Linked DNA regions of Monodelphis domestica: region 2 is linked to region 1. Evidence: chromatin contacts called from public Hi-C data. All regions are on one chromosome and are shown on one strand. Each heading gives the region's core, a stretch centred on a gene start, on an enhancer-like site or on the middle of the called end of the contact. The rest is flanking DNA. Distances are from core to core; before and after follow the strand shown.

The links. Hi-C and Micro-C count contacts between places; a contact is called where the count stands out from the background.
Region 2: a contact with region 1 is called in a Hi-C map of limb, with 15 times the contacts expected there. The contact joins the promoter of CDK15 here to the enhancer-like site in region 1. A contact is called at or near these places in 2 of 2 Hi-C or Micro-C datasets (limb and spleen and liver).

Annotation. Positions count from the first base shown.
Region 1 is chr8:91,165,672-91,171,497 of mMonDom1.pri, reverse strand. It overlaps KIAA2012 (KIAA2012 ortholog), which reads left to right. Exons shown (of 24, transcript XM_056808245.1): 16 at 1,623-1,675. Among named protein-coding and RNA genes, the nearest start is that of SUMO1, 120 kb to the right of the region's middle. Within about 2 kb of position 3,652, at least 1 of the 2 cell types and tissues checked has open chromatin away from gene starts, as enhancers often do. A contact at or near this core is called in limb, where this site is marked.
Region 2 is chr8:91,650,909-91,656,734 of mMonDom1.pri, reverse strand. It overlaps CDK15 (cyclin dependent kinase 15), which reads left to right and starts at 2,085. Exons shown (of 14, transcript XM_001372238.4): 1 at 2,085-2,417; 2 at 3,187-3,336; 3 at 3,514-3,608; 4 at 4,711-4,790. The coding sequence starts at 2,298.

The DNA of each region.
Region 1 (5,826 bases), core at 2,403-4,902:
GAGCATCAAGTGACTTTTCTCATAAGATTCTACATCTTTTTCTTACATAATTGCACATTGTTTTTCATAATAGTTAGACTAATTTATAGCTCCACACATAGCGATTTAGTGTACCCATCTTCCCACAGCTCCTCCAGCATTGATTTTTTTCTGTCTTTTAATTTATCTAAGAAGGGGAATAATGTAACTGAAAGCTAGAAAGGTAGGATGGAGCCAAACGGAGTAAGGACAGAATTACCAATTAGGATTTTAATCTAAATGCAGTAGAGAACCAACCCCTAAAGACTTTTGTATAGAAAAGTGGCACGATCAGATCTATGCCAGAAGAAAACATATGGGAGGTGGATTGCAAAGAGGAGATACTGGAGGCAAAGAATAAAATTAAGAGACAAAGTAGGTCAGGTGAGGGGTGACAAGAACTTAAACTAGAACATTGTTTGAATAGAGAAAGAGAGAGAGATGGATTTGAAAGTCTCTATGGGTAAGGAATCCAAAGACTTAGTTAATATTGGGCACAAGGGACAGAGAAGAGTAGAGAATGACTCAATTTATAAGTCTGGTAATGCCCTCAACAGAAACAGGATAGTTTAGGGCAGAAATCATGGTCTCAGGACCCTTACTTGAGGTCCATGAGATCGAAGTTATTTTCATAATAATAGTAATAAATAATAATTTCTATTTCAAATGTGATGAGTACAAACAAAAGCCCATGGGCAGGTCTCAATAATTTGTTAAGTGTAAAGGGATCTTCAAAACAAAAATTTAAGAACCACTAATTCAGACAGTTGGGGAAAAAAAGATGATGAGTTCCACTTTAGACATATCAGTAAGCCTACTGTGTGCCAGGCCCTGGGGTTAAAAAAAAAAAAAAACAGTGCCTGCCCTCAAAGAGTTTCTATTCAATTGGAGGAGATAACAAATCTATTTTTTGTAGTAGGATTTGCATGCTCCCAGTAGGGCATCTAGTATGTGCAGTGAATAGAACTGGGCTTGGAGTCAGAAAGATTCATCTTCCTAGGTTCAAATCCAGCCTCTGACACTTCCTAGCTGTAAGACCTTGGCCAAATCATTTAATCCTGTTTATCCCAGTTTCTTCATCAATAAAATGAGCTACAGAAGGAAATGGTAAACCACTCCAGCATCTTTGCACCCAAAAATGTCGAACCCAACAGAACAACAACAAACAACAGAACAACAAAAAAAAAACTTCTAGCAGTGTCTGGTGAAAAGGTGGTTAACAGGTGACCTAGTTACTCCCTCTTGGGTGGCCCTTACCCCGGTGTGGCTAGCACCCCTCATTCCAACTCCTACCTTCAGGTGTGGCTTTCTCTTTAGTCAGTTCCCTTGCTTTGCCCCTGGGGGAATGGGGTTTCTTTTAAACCTGCTGGGGGAAGAACAAAGGGAAATCAGAGGTGCCTGAGGCCACTGCCTCAAATGAGCATCTCCAGTTCTTTTTCAATACCTCCCTCTACTGGGATTACTGGCTCTCCTTTTATGCCTAGGTGAGAGTCCAGATTCCCATGGTCCTTTCCTCTATGATTTACCATGCAAATGAGGCCATTGGCAAAGGATATAGTGATATCGATCCTTTTTTTTTTTTTTGCCAAACTGCTTCCTATTGGAGCTGGCACTGGACCTGAGCTTTGGGGGAAACTGGGAATTCTAGGAAGCCAAGGTGAGGAAGGAATGCTTTCACTCCATCCGGAGGGAGAGGCTGGGTTTTGTGTGAGGAATAGCAAGAAGGCCAGTTTGACTGGACTGCAGTGTGTGTGGGAGAGAGCAAAAATTATGGATTCTAGACCCAACAGAGTAGCTTGGAGCTTTACCAGGGAAGTTTCTATTTGACCTTAAACACAGGGTTTTCACCATTTGGGAGTCATGGATCCCTCTGGCAGTCTGATGAAATCCCTTCTCAATATAATATTTTAAAAATAGAAAATATTTATCATTACAAAGGAAATAATCATATTGAAATATAATTTTCACAATAAAAAAAGCTAAGTTCTCAGACCCCAGGTTAAGAACCCCTGCCCTAAGGTTATAGGAAGCCCCTAGAGTTCACAGTGTGGGGGTTTTCATCAAATCTTCCCTAATAGACATCTATGGGGAGGGTGAATTACAGGGACTGCTGGGTGGCTTAGTGGATGGAGAGCCAGACCTAGAGATGGGAGGTCCTAGGTTCCAATTAGACCTCGGACACTTCCTAGATGTATGACCCTGGGCAAGTCACTTAGCCTCCACTGCCTAGCCCATATCACTCTTCTGCCTTAGAATCAATAGAAGGTAAGGCTTAAAAAAAAAAAAAGAACTACACAGTATTAAATATTACAAAGCTAAATTTTTCAGATTTCTAAATTTCTAGTCTTTAAATTAGGTCCTGGCCTTTGCCAGCAGAAACACTTGAGGCATAAAAAAAGCATGTAGTAATAATATTAAGAGCTGGTATGCATATAGCAGCACTTTATATACAATACATTATCACATGAAAAGTAAATAGGAAGACTTTCTTTTCTTCCCTTCCTTCTTGCCTTTCTTTTTTCTTTCTTCCTTTCTTTTTTCTTCCTTCTATCCTTTCTTCTTTTTATGTTTTTCTTTTTTCTTTCATTATTCCTTCCTTTCTTCCTTTTTTCTTCCTTCCTTCTTTTTCTTCCTTCCTTCCTTCCTTCCTTTCTTTCTCTCTTCCTCTCTTTCTCTCTTTCAAGACTTTCAATAGCACACATCACAGACTAGATGGAATTTCCTAAAGACTGGACACAAATTCAATTGTTGTTCAGTCATCTTTCAGTTGTGTTCATCTCTTCATAACCTCATTTTAGATTCTCTTGGCAAAAAGCTGGGATGGTTTGTCATTCTTCGTCCAGCTCATTTGACAGATGAGGAAACTGAAGTAAACAGCTAAGTGGCTTGCCCAGGGTCACCCTGCTAGTAAATGTCTGAGGCTGTATTTGAACTCACAAAGATCAATTTTCCCGGCTGAGCCTGGCACTCTATTCACTGGAGTAATATTTTGGTCCCCATTACAAGTAGTCTAGTCCTACTGAATCAACAGTTAACGGTAAAGTCCAAAAGAGTTCATTTTCCACATTATTTCTTAGAACAAGAGGAAATTCCACAGTTCTTGGGGATTCCCTCCCATAAAGAGGGAGAATCTGAAAAACTACAATGGAAGCCATTTGGGGACACTTCATAGCTTCATCTATAAACGGGAGAAGAACGGGGCTGGAAGCCCTAAGAGCAGGGAACCCCACGAGGAAGGAAGGAGCTTGGAAGGGGCTGTTTCAGGGGGAATGTGGGACCAGAGCAGCCGAGCTTTTCCTGGGTGTCCTGTGACCGACCAACTTGGTTTCTGAGTAATGCTAACTACAGCTGAGAAAACACCAGCTGTCTCTCCTGCTGCCGGTTCCACGAAAGGAAACCGTGCTGTGTTGTCTGTGTGCTCCCAGCAGTGCATGAGTAGGGGAGTTTATTTCTCTTATCTTTAGTTCTGCAGCATTTGTTAGTTAAATGCCGCCACCTCCTCCAGCTCCCCATGGCTTCAGCTCACCAGGGAAGTGCTTCAAGCACACCTTTCCACACAGCATGGGTTGCGCCTGCCGGCTCACTTCTGAACTCATCGCACACAGAATCTCTTGTAAGGGAGCCGGGAACAGCGAGCGGTACAGAATGCAGTCCTAGGCACTCCCCCTAGTGCCTTTCCCAGGGGTCCATCCCCTGGGTGTATTGAGTCCTTTTTTTTCTCCTTCTCAGTGGCAGCCCCCCAACCCAAGACCCAGGGCATCTCGGGCATAAAATCGCAAAGGTCAGAACTTAAACTTCTGAAACATTCGCTTTCTAATGTTTAGTAGTCGCTTGTAGCTCTAAGAAGGTGTTGTATCTTGGGGGGGGGGGGGGGATTAGGTAAGAGGATGAGAGGAAGCACCATCTTTGCAGCCTTTCCCTTGGAGCAGTTCCCTACTCAAGAAGCTGAAAGAAGCCCTACCATCCAGCTGAGAAAGAAAAAGTTCAAAAAAAACCCAACAACAACAAACAAACCAAGGTCTTCAACAAGTTCTTCCCTTAACGTACAGAGTAAATACTAAGAAGCCAAGCTGGTCACAGGACACCCAGGAGCACTTATTTTGGACTCTGATGATATTTTAGAAGCAGCAGAACCAGACATACAAAAAGGCACAGAAGTTTCTAATATGGGAGAGAAGAATAACAGAATATCCATTTCCCGATTGCATAACTCAAAAACCTGAAAGTAGACAAGGGTCTCTGCTTTTGTGGTTGGTATTGGGTCCCTAATTGTCCATGGTATATGGCGGTGCTCTGCTCTCCAGTTATGCTCTCAGCTAAGACTGATCTCAGATCTTTCTCTACTCTCTCCCCTTTAATGATCTCATGCATTCCCAGGGCTTCTACAATCACGTCTATGCATATGACTTCCAAATCTCAATCTTCATCACCAACTAATTCTCAGATTTCCAATTGGATGCTACCCAATGCCATCTGGATTTCTCACCAGTACCTCAAGCGCAACGTGTCCAAAATTGGACTAATCTTTGTATTCCCCAAGCCCACACATTCATCTAAATTCCTTCTTTCCACCACTGACATCATCCTCTGCAAATATGGGCTTAATGATTGGGTAACTCCAGTTTTTACTCTTTTTCCCCCACATCTCTCAGTCAGTCAATTGTTGATTCTGTCTGTAATATCTATCACCTCTGGTCTAGTTCAAATCCTAATTATCTATTGCCTGGATTATTATAATAGCCTCCTAACTTGACTTTACTCCCTTCTTCCACCTATGCATCCTTCACAATGATAGCAAAGTAACCTTCCTAATCCACAAGCATTGCCACTCAAAAACCATTGGTGGATTTTGGCACCTAACACAAACTCCTTATTCTGTCATTCATAACTTTCTGTGGTCTGACTCCAACTGAATTTTCATACTTTTTCTCTTTAGACACTCCATGTTCTGCTATGGATCTGAATATGAAGATCAGAGACAAATTTTAGGTCAAATGGAAACAGGAGCATTCTCCAATCTCCCCTTGACATAGCCCACCTTTGAGCAGTCCTGTCCCCCATCCCTGTAACATTTTTTCCACATATCACTCTGCCCAATGAAATCTTTTCCTTCTTTCAAGTCTCAGTTCCAGGGCTATCTTTGTGAGATCCTACCCGCCACCCCCACCCCTTGATCATTCACATCTCTGTTTGATCTTTCTTTCATACATCCTAATTTATATGCAAACTTATTTATTTACATGTCTCATCCCTCCAGTAGATAACAAGTTCTTTGAGAAAAGGAACCATGCCATTTTTCATCTTAGTAGCAGCAAAGTCTAGAACAATGCCCTAAACATTATAGGTATTTAATTAATATGTGTGAAGTTGAATGCCCTGGTAGCATTTAGTGTTATAGATCATCAAAGTTCACTAAGCATTTGCTTCCTCTATTTCTTCTCTAATTAGGCATCAGCATCCTTCACTCTGGTGAGGCATCATTGTGATGAAATAATAGAAGTATAAGGTGGCACATTGGTTTTCTCCTAGAACAAGGAAAATAACTCTCACCACAGAGAAAGAAGAGAGGCTTTCAAAGCCAAACTCTTCATTTGCTGATGAGCAAACTGATTTGCCCAAGATCACATAGGGAGTACGTGATGGGATTTGAACCCAGGTCTTCTGACTCCAAAAGAAGTGCTCTTTCCATTTTACTCCCTCTGACTCCAAATCTTTTAAAGACTACATTGAAGAGATCCAGAGAAAGAGTACTGAACCTAAAGGCAGGGAATCCTACCTCAGCTTCCTCATCTATAAAATAGCAATGGC
Region 2 (5,826 bases), core at 836-3,335, 490 kb before region 1:
GGGTGAGGACCAAATGAGACATGTATAAAGTGCTTTATAATTCTTAAAGGGGGAAGCTAGGTTGGCACAGTGGATACTGGAGTCAGGAAGACTCATATTCCTGAGTTCAAATCTACCCTCAGACAGGTCACTGTGTGACCCTGGGCAAGTCACTTAACCCGGTTTGCCTCAGTTTCTTCATCTGAAATATGAGTGGGAGAAAGAAATGACCAACCACTCTAGTATCTTTGCCAAGAAAGCTCCAAATGGGTCAGACACAACTAAACAACAACAAAAAACTCTTAAAGTACTACACAAATGCTTGCAATGACTATTTTTTAGGTAATTATATAGTTTTTCATCATAGAATATTTAGACTTGCAAAGAACTAAATTGAGGACCACTCAAGGGCTCCCCGGGGGAGGTGAATGGCGAACACCAGAAGGGGAGAGCAGATGCCAAACTCATGCATGCAACACTCTCAAGTACAGGACAGAACCAGATTATAAAATGTAATTGGGTCTAAGGGACTTATGACAAAGGATGTTATCCACCTCCAGAGAAAGAACTGTTGGAGTAGGAATGCAGATGAAAACATATGATTTATCTCTTGTTTATTTGGATATATGATTTGAGGTTTTGGTTTAATATGATTATTCACTTACAAAAAAGAATAATATGGAAATGTTTTGCTTAATAATACATATATAACCCAGAAAAAATAAAAAGCAAATAAAATGGAATTAGGAAATGTTTAAGAAAATAAATAAAAATACAACACAACATAAATAGTATTATTTATGGTTTTCTATCTGTTGCCAGCAAGGATCCATCTCTCTTTGAATCTGATATCACTGCTAGAGGATAGAGGAGCTGAAATCGTGATCACAAAAACCTGTTCTCATTTTTCACTTCAAATATTTATTAGCCATGTGACACCAGGCAAGTCTTTTAACCTTTCTAAACTATAGTTTATTCATTGTAAAATGAGGGGGCTGGCCCTTTATAATCTCATCTAGCTCTAAAACTAGGACCATCTGCTTATTCCTGCTTCATCATTCTTCAGTTCCTCTGACCTATTTTGATTTGTTATCATTCTATTCCATCAACATTTGTGCCTACTATGTACCAGATGCTGGGGATTCAGAGGTGAAAAAAAAATTAAAATCCCTACCCTCAAGGGGCTGGCAGTCAAATGAGAGTGGGGTAGGAATACCAGGTAGAGTGTTATAATACCAAAGGAGAGATCAGAGATCTTCTAGGAATATTTGAGTGGGGAATACTATAATTACTTTAAGCTGGATAGAGGCACCGGGAAGACCTGGGAAGGGCTTGGAAGAGGTGGTTTCTGACTGTGTGAGCTAGACATTGAAGGAAGAGAAAGATTTCAAAAGGTAGAGAGAAGTTAGGAAGTCCTTAAAACTTAAAAAAAAAAAGTAACATTGTACACAGAGACTGATACACTGTGGTACAATAGAAGGTAATGGACTTCTCTACTAGCAGCAATGCAATGATCCAAAAAAAATTCTGAAGGATTTATGAGAAAGAGAACACTATCCACATCCAGAGAAAGAACTGTGGGAGCAGAAATGCAGAAGAAAAACAACTGCTTGATCACATGGGTTGATGGGGATATGATTGGGGATGTAGACTCTAAACGATCAATCCTAGAGCCAACATAAATAAAATGGAAATAGATCTTGACCACAGACACATGTAAAAGGCAGTGGAATTGTGCATGGGATATGGGAGGGAGTTAGGGGAGGGAAGGGAAAGAACATGATTTTTGTAATCCTGGAAAAATGCTCTAAATTAATCAATGAAATAAAATTTATTTTTTAAAAGTAGAAATAAAAAAAATATATTTTTTAAAAAGTGTGGAAATCAAGTCTCCAAAGAGACCAAAGGAATGTGCCAATGATCACTTGGTAAGGACGAATAAATAACGTGAATACATGTTATGATAATTAATAGGAGGGTATACATTAAAGCAAAGAGTCCACGTGGAGCAAGGGCGCTGGCTTCTGGGAAATGTGGGCAGATTCTCTCAAAGTGTTTAATTATCCTAATGCATCAATGTTGTTTTCAGAGAAGCATGCATGGAAGCCTAGAGCAGCCTTTGGGAGAGATGGCTCCTGGCGCTAATGGAGAGAAACTGCTGAAGTCATGAGGCTGCTTCAGGCAGAGACCTCATGTGAGTCATATGAAAACTCTAGCATTACTGACCTCTGACAAAGGGGAGTGAGCAAGGAGCAGAGAGGAAGAAGGGAAGAATTAGCAGGCTATTTCCCACCACCACCCCCCTCACCTCGGTGATTATGGGTCAAGAGCTGTGCTCAAATGCTCTCCAGCCAGGATGCAGCTGTTATCGGCCAGAGGGAGGAGATGCCCGCAGCTGCCCAAGGAGTCAGCCTGGGGCAGTGGATTCTGCAGTAGAGGTATTTGTTCTCCCAGCCAGTAGCATCTTTCTCAAAAAACAAAAACAACATCTCTCCCCCCCCCTCCGCCCCCCCCCAACCAATTGACAAAATGAACAGCCATCAGTTTTACACGCTGAGGATGAAACTGAATTTTCTGCGGTAGGTCTAAAGGGAAAGAGAAGATTTGTGGCTGTGGGTTGTTTTGTTTTATTTTGTTTTGTTTTAATAAGGCTGGAGTATGTTTTTGTAAAATGAGCAAGGTACTAATCCCATGCTTTTGGCAGGAGTCGGGAAGGGGGTTGTGCTGAGCTCTTTCGATATGAATTATAGGGAAGACTTCTTCCTCTCTTTAACTCTCTGAATGAATGGATTACTGTAGCAAACTGCACAGAGTTGTGAATTAGAATTTGAGAGAACCTTGGAAGAAGGAGAAATATGGGTTATTCATTCTCTGGGGGGGAGCCGGAGTTTAGAAAAATTGAGGAGCCATGACTGGCCAGTTTGGGGAAGGTGAGAGTGAAATAGGGAAGGCATCCATCATCGTGCCTGAGATGACCTTAAGTGCCAAGGTTGTAGTTTTTAAATGAAGGCTGTTCCTTAAATAAAAGCTTTGGTGTTTTGGCAGCTGCCATCATAGGCTTTTAGGTATCTGGCTGTCAGGAGAGATTAAGCTTTGAGGAGATTTTCTTAGCCACTTGAAGTGAAAAGTCAGGCAAGCAAAAAGAAGGAAAAAGTCATAACCTTTGGATTCTTGCCTTGCATTCTCCTTTTTGTATGTTCCTTTCAGCTAACAGAACTGAGAAGAGCATCACGCTCCATGACATCACTGTACCCCAAGGAATCACATGCATCCCAGGCCCGGAAATTGAGGAGTAAAAGGCCAAGGAGCAACAGTGATTCTTTCCAAGAAAAGGACCTTGAACAAAGTTTTCCATGGGTGAGTGAGCACTTGAGTCCATCACAGTAAATTTAGTGTAGTTTTGTTTAGGGATGCTGACCATTTCTTACAGGATGATTATTGGGCAATAAAAGCTCAGGTGGGCAATTGCTATCTAATTTCTCTGGGAAAATGTCAGAATTAATTGTCTTTCCTTCCCTTCCTTGTTCAAAACAGAGGAAGAGCCTTCCTTTTGGAGCTGCCTCATCATACCTGAATTTGGAAAAATTAGGTGAAGGCACTTATGCCACAGTCTACAAGGGGATCAGCCGGTGAGTGACTACTGTCCATATTTATGAAGCAGGGTACAGCAGCAAAGTAAGCCAAGAGCAGCTCAAGAAGCTCACTTTATTTTAGAGTCTGATCAGGATGCTGTGCTTAAGAGGCTCCTGTTTATCGGTTAAAGAATTCTTGTCCCAAGTCCTCAAATCCTTTTCAGAATGAAGAGTAGTATGTCACAGAAAAAGAAATCAGTGCTATATCCCCCTCCATCCATAGCAACCCAGAAAGACATGCCTGGGTTTCCCTTGGCAAAAAAAAAGAAGTCTTATTGGAGGGAAGTTGCATAGAATGTAGGTTTCCTCTGGCTGGCACTGGGATCTTGGCTCCCCATTTCTGGGCATGAATGTGAGTTGATATTGGCAAAAAGACATAGAATCAGAGAACCAGAGACTTCAATCTGGAAGGGCCCTAAGGAGTCATTCATCTTGTCTAGTTTTATAAATCAGGAAATCGAGACTCAGAGAGATAAATCTTGATTTGGTCAACATCACACAGGTCCTCTGACTACAAATCCAGGGCTCTTAAATCTCCATCCCCTAGTCACAATAATAGACACCCTTGATCGCATTCTTTACATAAATGCTTCATTTGTTCCACTTTGTATACATAGGTATAATCTAAGTATATTTCAATGCACAGTGCTTCTACAAAAAGACTATAAAGTATAATTCTATCTACATAGGAACTAGATGATGTTTTTTATGATACTTTGTTATGTGTTTGTCTAAAAAGCCATGAGATATTAAATTCAAAATGATTTGTTGATGCCTTCCCCCAGAAAGTTAAAAACCCCTTTAAAATAAGGAAAAATTCTTTTAATGTAAAAATATATATTGCTAGATGTCACATTGCTTTTTATTTAGTCTTTAAGTTAGTTATGCACTTTTATGAAACAGTAATTTCAGAGACATCTAGATTTAATTATATTGCATAGATGTAAAAGAGGAAAATTTATCAGAACCACAGAACTTCCAAACTGGAAACCACATCTAGGGTCAAGTCTGAAGTTTGGGAATAAACTTTTTTTTTCATATAAGGAACTGATGATGATCTTCTGAAATAAGCATGTCCCTCTCCTTCCCACTGTTGCAGGATAAATGGTCAACTCGTGGCTTTAAAAGTCATCAGCATGAATACTGAGGAAGGGGTACCCTTCACAGCCATTCGAGAAGGTAAGGAATATGACACACCAGACAGGAAGACATCTATTTTAAAGTTTTTATGGGGTTAAAATAATTCAATAAAATAATTAACATATTATATTCAATATTTCCAAAGTTACTACTCTTCCTTCTCCTGCCCTGCCCCTCCTTCAGCCTTCTTGGATAAGATGTATTGTATTTGTATTGTGTTTTATTGATTGTGAATAAGGAAAATAAGGTACTGAAGGACCATATCCCTTGATAAATATTATTCAAATCAATAATTATTACTTGAATATCTATTATGTGCTTCACATTGTGTTAGGTAGTATGGCTTTGTTTTTTATGATACCAGAAAATATAAGTAATAATGGAAATTTATACATTTATTATATTACAATTTATATTTATACATCCATGTTTTGTTTATTGTTACTATCTGTATGCATGTATATATATAAATATAATAGATATTTAGCTATCTGTCTATAGCTCTATGTAAATCCTTTTTGGCAACACCTAGGTGAAAATAAATGTTCACTTCTTAATCCGGTTTTAAAGCATGATGAAAAGATACCTTCATAGTCCAACTTTTAATTGAATTACTAGCCTTCTAGCCATTCTACTTCTCAGTGTGAGTTGTGTCTGAGAATAATTACATTTTGCCACCTACTACCATGTATTACCTAGATAGCTCTTATAAAATTCTTTGAAAGGAAGCAATATTTTCATTTTTGTACTTCTAGCTTCCTACATCCTCTCCTTTTCCTCCTTGGTAGCAGGCTGTTTGCCACTGAGACAAGTGATAGTTCATAATATATATTTTTAAAAAACCCATTACCAAGATGCTATTGATGTGCTAAAAATAAATGGACAAAAATAAATGCAGTCTATTTATTTATATAACCTATCGTAACACTTTGGTTCCCATTTAGATAGGAGGCAAAATGATAATGGTCTTGGTGTCTTTTTCAATTGCAAAGCATAGATGAAAGGTGACCTTGGAATTATCACCATCTCTGATCTGTTTTTACCATTCTCCTCTTTTAGTTCAAACTAAGTTCAA